Regions from separate parts of the Mus musculus genome. Here region 2 is linked to region 1. The links are chromatin contacts, called in public promoter capture Hi-C maps. All regions are on one chromosome and are shown on one strand. The core of a region is the stretch at or near the end of the contact, and the rest is flanking DNA. Distances in the headings are between cores, read along the strand shown. Region 1 has its middle 8.6 kb from the start of Gm24919. Region 2 overlaps Efcab2 (EF-hand calcium binding domain 2).

Region 1 (2,819 bases), core at 76-2,575:
TCTCTGTGAGTTCAAGGCCAGCCTGGTCTACATAGTGAGAACCTGTCTCCAAAATAAATTTAAAAGTGAAATAAAAAGAAATAAAGAAGATCAGATCATCTTTCTCTTCATTTTATAATCTTATAGTCAACTAATTATTTTATATTCTCTTACCTGGGCAATTTTTTTAAGATTAATTTTATTTATTTTTAATTATGTGTGTGTGTTTGGGTACCTTCAGAGGTCAGATCTACTGAAACTAGTTTCTGGGGATTGTGAGCCATCCGATGTGGGTGCTAGGAACTGAAGTCAGGTCCTCTTCAAGAGCTAAATGCTTAATCTTAATTACTGAGCCATCTCTTGAGAATTCTCGCCTCCAATAGTATTAGTTAGATGTATATACTGTTTCTATCTTCATAATGCTTGTTTTTAAGATTTAAATTTTTTGCCCATTGAGGTTTATGCTGTAATAGCAAATTTATAAAGGCATCATATCTCAAACACATTTCTTTACTTTGGAAGAGTGAGGTCCAGGCATAGTGGTTTCATGCCTTTAATCTCAGCACTCAGGAGGTGGATGCCTGTGACTCTGATCAATGTAGTGATTGCCAGCACCAAAATCAAAACAAAGAAAACAAAATGAGTCAACCAGCCAGCCCCCCACATTCTATTCTTTGATTTTATTTTTTAATGCATTTATTTTAGAGAGTGAGGGCTGGTGGCTATAAACTCTTGCCACATGTGACTTTGCAGAGCTCCTATGCAGAGGACTGGTTCTCACCTTTCACCATATGGGACCCAGGGATGGAACTCTGGCATCGAGCACCTTTACCCACTGAGCCATCCCACCAATCCCTCATACATTTTCTAAACTGGTATAGAGACAACTTCCCAGCTTCCTGCCCAGTGACTCTGCCCTGCCTCAATGCTTCTCCTGAAACTGCAGTGAAGAGGAGTCCTGAATGGTTTTAGACTGCATTGCTTTTCTCAGACTGTCCCCTCAACTCCACCCTCCTCTGCTGTGTCCGCCATTTGGCCATTAGCGACAGGCATAGAAATTCAGAAAGATAAGCTTCATTGTAAACAGTCACTTAAGAGCTTTCTATCTGTGGTTAAAACCTGTAGCCAGACTCCTGGGTTCTGGTTTGCCACTTATTTACTATGGAACCTTAGGCAATTAATTTAACTTCTCCTTCCTTATCTTTAAAATGAGGATAATGACAGCAACTTATGTTCCAGGGTTATTTTTGAGGTTTGCAGCTTTGAGATTGTTGGCAGATACACAGTGCACATGTTACTGCACATGAAGCTCATTTCTGTCAGCTGGGCTTTGCTGTCAGGACATGCCCACTGTTAAGCAACAAACAGCCCAGAGAGTCTGAAGTTAGGATTTTGATCTTGACTCTAAAGACATTGTTATTCAAGCTGCCAATATTCTATTCATATATTTGAGAGGGACCCAAGTCAACTATTACCTCATTGCTGTGTGTACAGGCCTGCAATCTCTTCTACTCAGAGACTGAGACAGGAAGATGTAAATTCAAAACTGGCCTGGTCTACAGAGTGAGTTCTGTCTGGGTGATTTAGTGACGTAGTATTTCAAAATAAAGAGCATGGGGACAGGAAAAGATGTCTTAGCAGTTAAGAGTGCTGTCTGCTCTTCCAGAAGTCTTAAGTACAATTCCCAGCAACTACATGGTGGCTCACAGCCATATATCCTGGTGTCTTAGTCAGGGTTTCTATTCCTGCACAAACATCATGACCAAGAAGCAAGTTGGGGAGGAAAGGGTTTATTCAGCTTACACTTCCATACTGCTGTTCATCACCAAGGAAGTCAGAACTGGAACTCAAGCAGGTCAGAAAGCAGGAGCTGATGCAGAAGCCATGGAGGGATGTTCTTTACTGGCTTTCTTCCCCTGGCTTGCTCAGCCTGCTCTCTTATAGAACCAAGACTACCAGCCCAGAGATGGTTCCACCCACAAGGGGCCTTTCCCCCTTGATCACTAATTGAGAAAATGCCTTACAGCTAGATCTTGTGGAGGCATTTCCTCAACTGAAGCTCCTTTCTCTGTGATAACCCCAACCTGTGTCAAGTTGACACACAAAACCAGCCAGTACACCTGGGATCTGATGTCCTTTCCTGGCATACAGGTATACATACAGATAGAGCCTCATATACATTAGATAGATAGATAGATAGATAGATAGATAGATAGATAGATAGATAGATATTTTTAAAAAGATTTAAAAAAAAAAACAAGTAAAGGCTGGGGTATATAGTTCAGTGGTTGTCTTAGTCAGGGTTTCTATTCCTGCACAAATATCATGACCAAGAAGCAAGTTGGGGAGGAAAGGTGCATCCAAGATCACATCCAACTCTGTCTGATTCCAAGATACTGATACTGATATTGATAACCAAGAACTTGTCCTTAGGGATGAGGACAGGAGAAAGAGGAGAGATTGGAAGAGATGGGGGAGGGGAAACATGGAAGTATAGAGAAAGGAAGGTTAACTGGGAGGGGGATATTTGGAAAATTAAACACAAAACCAGAAGTAGGTGTCTCCAGTGCAGCTGGCTTTGTGGCCCTCAAGACAATTGAAAATAAAGAACAAATGGTCTTAGAAACCATTTTAGAAATATCATGGCCATGTTGGTAAGAATCGAGTTAACAATCATCAGTCACCAACTGTCTATGAAGAAATCAGGGAGTCTTTACAGACATTATTTCTGCTATGAATATACATAAACTTGAGGAGAAATATTGATAAAGGCATAGAACCTAGAGAATAAGAGCTTCTAACACATAGGATTTGTATACTTCTGTTGAACTAATGACCCT
Region 2 (2,726 bases), core at 126-2,625, 66 kb before region 1:
TCTGCAAGAGTGCCCTTAACTGCTGAGCCGTCTCTACTGCCTGACCTCTTTAAAACAAGTTAAAATGATTTTAATATCAGCTAGTTTTTAACAATGGTTTCAGAACGCTTTTCTAAACTGGCTTCTGCACATCAGTCACTGATATTGTGGCTACTGCTATTTCAAACAGCTGATGCAGGAGCCTGTAGACAAGTTAATTTCCTCCATTGACTAGAGTGGTTAGAACCAACTCACTTAGTAATCTACTATGCAAATAAAGCAGAAATCAACAAAAGTCTTATTTAAATTTTTTAAAGCTTTTTAAAATATTATTTTCTTCTCTATAAATCGTTTATGGGATTTTTAATAAACTGACAAATGAAACAACTATTTTATATAAATGTTTTAAAATATGGAAACTTTCATGTATTTTATTCAAATGCATAGATTCCTTATATTGATAAATACAAACCAGCTCTAAAGGCTTTTAAACAGAAGAATTTATTTCTTCATGTATACCATTCAGAAAGAAATGTCACTTAGACAAACAGGTCATGAAGAGCAACCCAACAGAAGAATGGGATGGGTTCCTGATGGACATTCAGTGGGTGTAGTACCCCACTGCTGACACGGGGTGGCAGCAGAGCCACTGAGCTAGACTGAGTCATCCATAAGGGCAGTCAAGGTCACAAACAACAGAGAGGACAGACCAGGGACATCTGATGCACACACCACCACCACCACCACCACCACCACCACCCCCCACCCCCCCACCCCGCCCATCCCCAGTGAGAACAGACAGAGGGCATCTGATGCAATTATGAGGGGCAAAAGGTGCAAAACCGTTTACCCTCTATAATATAACTGCTGTTACACTAAGTATCAGTAAGCAAAACACAATTTGGAAATTTCTAGAACAAAGCAGAATTTTGGAAAATGGGTTCCCATTCATTTAACAAACATTTACTGAAGACTGCTATGCCGGGTACTTACAGAAGAGTAGAGAACAAAACGAAGACCCTGCCTTCTTCCCCTATGAGGGCATTTTTCCTAGATCCAAGTTATTTTAAAACCAAATAATAAAATAAATCTAAAACAAGGGCAGATTTTCTGTTCCAAAATGGCCTCAAAGGCCTTCCTAATCAACTGAAGAGCCTGTAAAAGAGAAGAACAAGGAGTTTCTGCCTCTTATTTGCTGCAAAGCTATTTCTTCTTAGTCTCTGTGCTAGAAGTTACAGTCCCAAAAAGAGCGCTGGCTCTGTAAAAACCCGGACACTGCAGAGACAGAATCAGTAAGTTAATGACACAGCTACTTTTGCTCAGTGCTGTGACTGCTGTGGGGATGAGAAGGACGAGCCCCTGTTCTCGCCTTGGAGCTTACTACTGGGAGGAACAGAGCACAAACATAACTGAGCACAAGCTAATTTTAGTCAGTGATAAGGGCTCTGAAGAAACCGCATCATCATTGCTGCTTTTGTGCCTGTATTAGCTTGCTGAAGCTACCTTGAGAAAGTATCACACGGTGTGGGGGTAGGGCATGGAAGATAAACACTGTCAGCAACTTCTTTTCTCACGGCTCTGAGGGCTGGAAATCTGGTTTCACCCCAAAGCCTCCCAGCTTAACTTGCAGAGAGAGCCCTTGCTATGTCCTAACGGGGCATCCCTCTGAACACAGACACCCTGGCATCTCTCCTGGTATAAGCCAGTGGTAAGCCACCTGCCTGGCATGCACAGGGTGAGAGAGCCAGAGAGAGCAATTAGGCCTCTCTCTCAGCACCGGTTTTAAATCCAATCATCTCTGTAAACACCTGACTTGCAGATAAACTCACATTTTGAGCTAGCAGATACTAAGATTTTGAAACACTTCAAGTCCAGTACAGGCAATAATTTGCGTCTTCATTGTTGTTGTTGCTGTTATTGGTGGTGGTAGTTAAGATCTCAAAAGCACAGCCAACAAAAGCAGTGATAGGCAAATGGAATTATGCCAAACTGAGACTTTCTGCACCAAAGAAAGAGACGACAGATGAAGAGACGAATATAGAATAGAGGAAATATTTGTAAATGATGTATCTGAAAAGGGATTAATATCTAGAAAATATGATGGGTTTGAACAACTAAAAAGTCTCTGGATTAAAAAAAAAGCTAATGATCTGAACAGACATTTTCTAAGATGAGATATACAAATGGTCGACAGACAAACATGAAAATATGTCCAGTGTCACTGCTTACTAGGGAACTGTAAAGCCAAACCACAATGAGATATCACCTCACCCCTCAGAATGGCAATTAACAAAACACTGAAAAGTACAAATGCTGGGGAGGGGAGGGGAGGGAAGGGGAAGGGAGGGGAGGGGAGGGGAGGGGAGGGGAGGGGAGGGGAGGGGAGGGGAGGGGAGGGGAGGGGAGGGGAGGGGAGGGGACGGGAGGGAGACGAACAGACTATTGATGGGAATGTAAATTAGTGCAAGACTAAAACTGGAGATACTGCCATAGCTAGGAGGAAGAGGTTGGAAGACAGACAACCCAGGGGTCTGGTCTCTCTGGCCACTCTGTGGGACCCAAAGATTTCTCTCAGGTTGTCAGGGCTACTACACACAAGTGTTTCTCCCTGTTGAACCATGTCACCAGCCTTCTGTATAAGAATCTTGCTACTTTACTAAAATTCATTTTTCTTTGCAATAGTTTTCTTATCAGTTCTTCTGGGTTCTCTAGATATTTAGTTTTCTTTCCTACAAATAGTTTTTCTT

What was found. Promoter capture Hi-C pulls out the DNA fragments that hold promoters and counts their contacts.
Region 2: a promoter capture Hi-C map of the HPC-7 cell line shows a contact between it and region 1, with 4 times the contacts expected there. The contact joins two enhancer-like sites. A contact is called at or near these places in 7 of 39 promoter capture datasets (the C10 cell line, the HPC-7 cell line, HPC-7-derived erythroid cells and 4 more), 1 of 15 datasets of contacts at CTCF or cohesin (pro-B cells), 27 of 484 Hi-C or Micro-C datasets (8-cell embryo, the AML12 cell line, CD4 T cells and 14 more), 4 of 115 datasets of contacts at active chromatin or transcription factors (the HPC-7 cell line, bone marrow-derived macrophages, embryonic stem cells and 1 more) and 3 of 9 other capture datasets (adipose tissue, liver and pancreatic islet).

What each region holds. Positions count from the first base shown.
Region 1 is chr1:178,380,792-178,383,610 of GRCm38.p6, reverse strand. No RefSeq gene overlaps it. Among named protein-coding and RNA genes, the nearest start is that of Gm24919, 8.6 kb to the left of the region's middle. Within about 2 kb of position 1,325, at least 13 of the 459 cell types and tissues checked have an H3K27ac peak or open chromatin away from gene starts, as enhancers often do. A contact at or near this core is called in the HPC-7 cell line, where this site is marked.
Region 2 is chr1:178,447,275-178,450,000 of GRCm38.p6, reverse strand. The region is part of intron 2 of Efcab2 (EF-hand calcium binding domain 2); the gene reads right to left. Among named protein-coding and RNA genes, the nearest start is that of Efcab2, 43 kb to the right of the region's middle. Within about 2 kb of position 1,375, at least 67 of the 459 cell types and tissues checked have an H3K27ac peak or open chromatin away from gene starts, as enhancers often do. A contact at or near this core is called in the HPC-7 cell line, where this site is marked.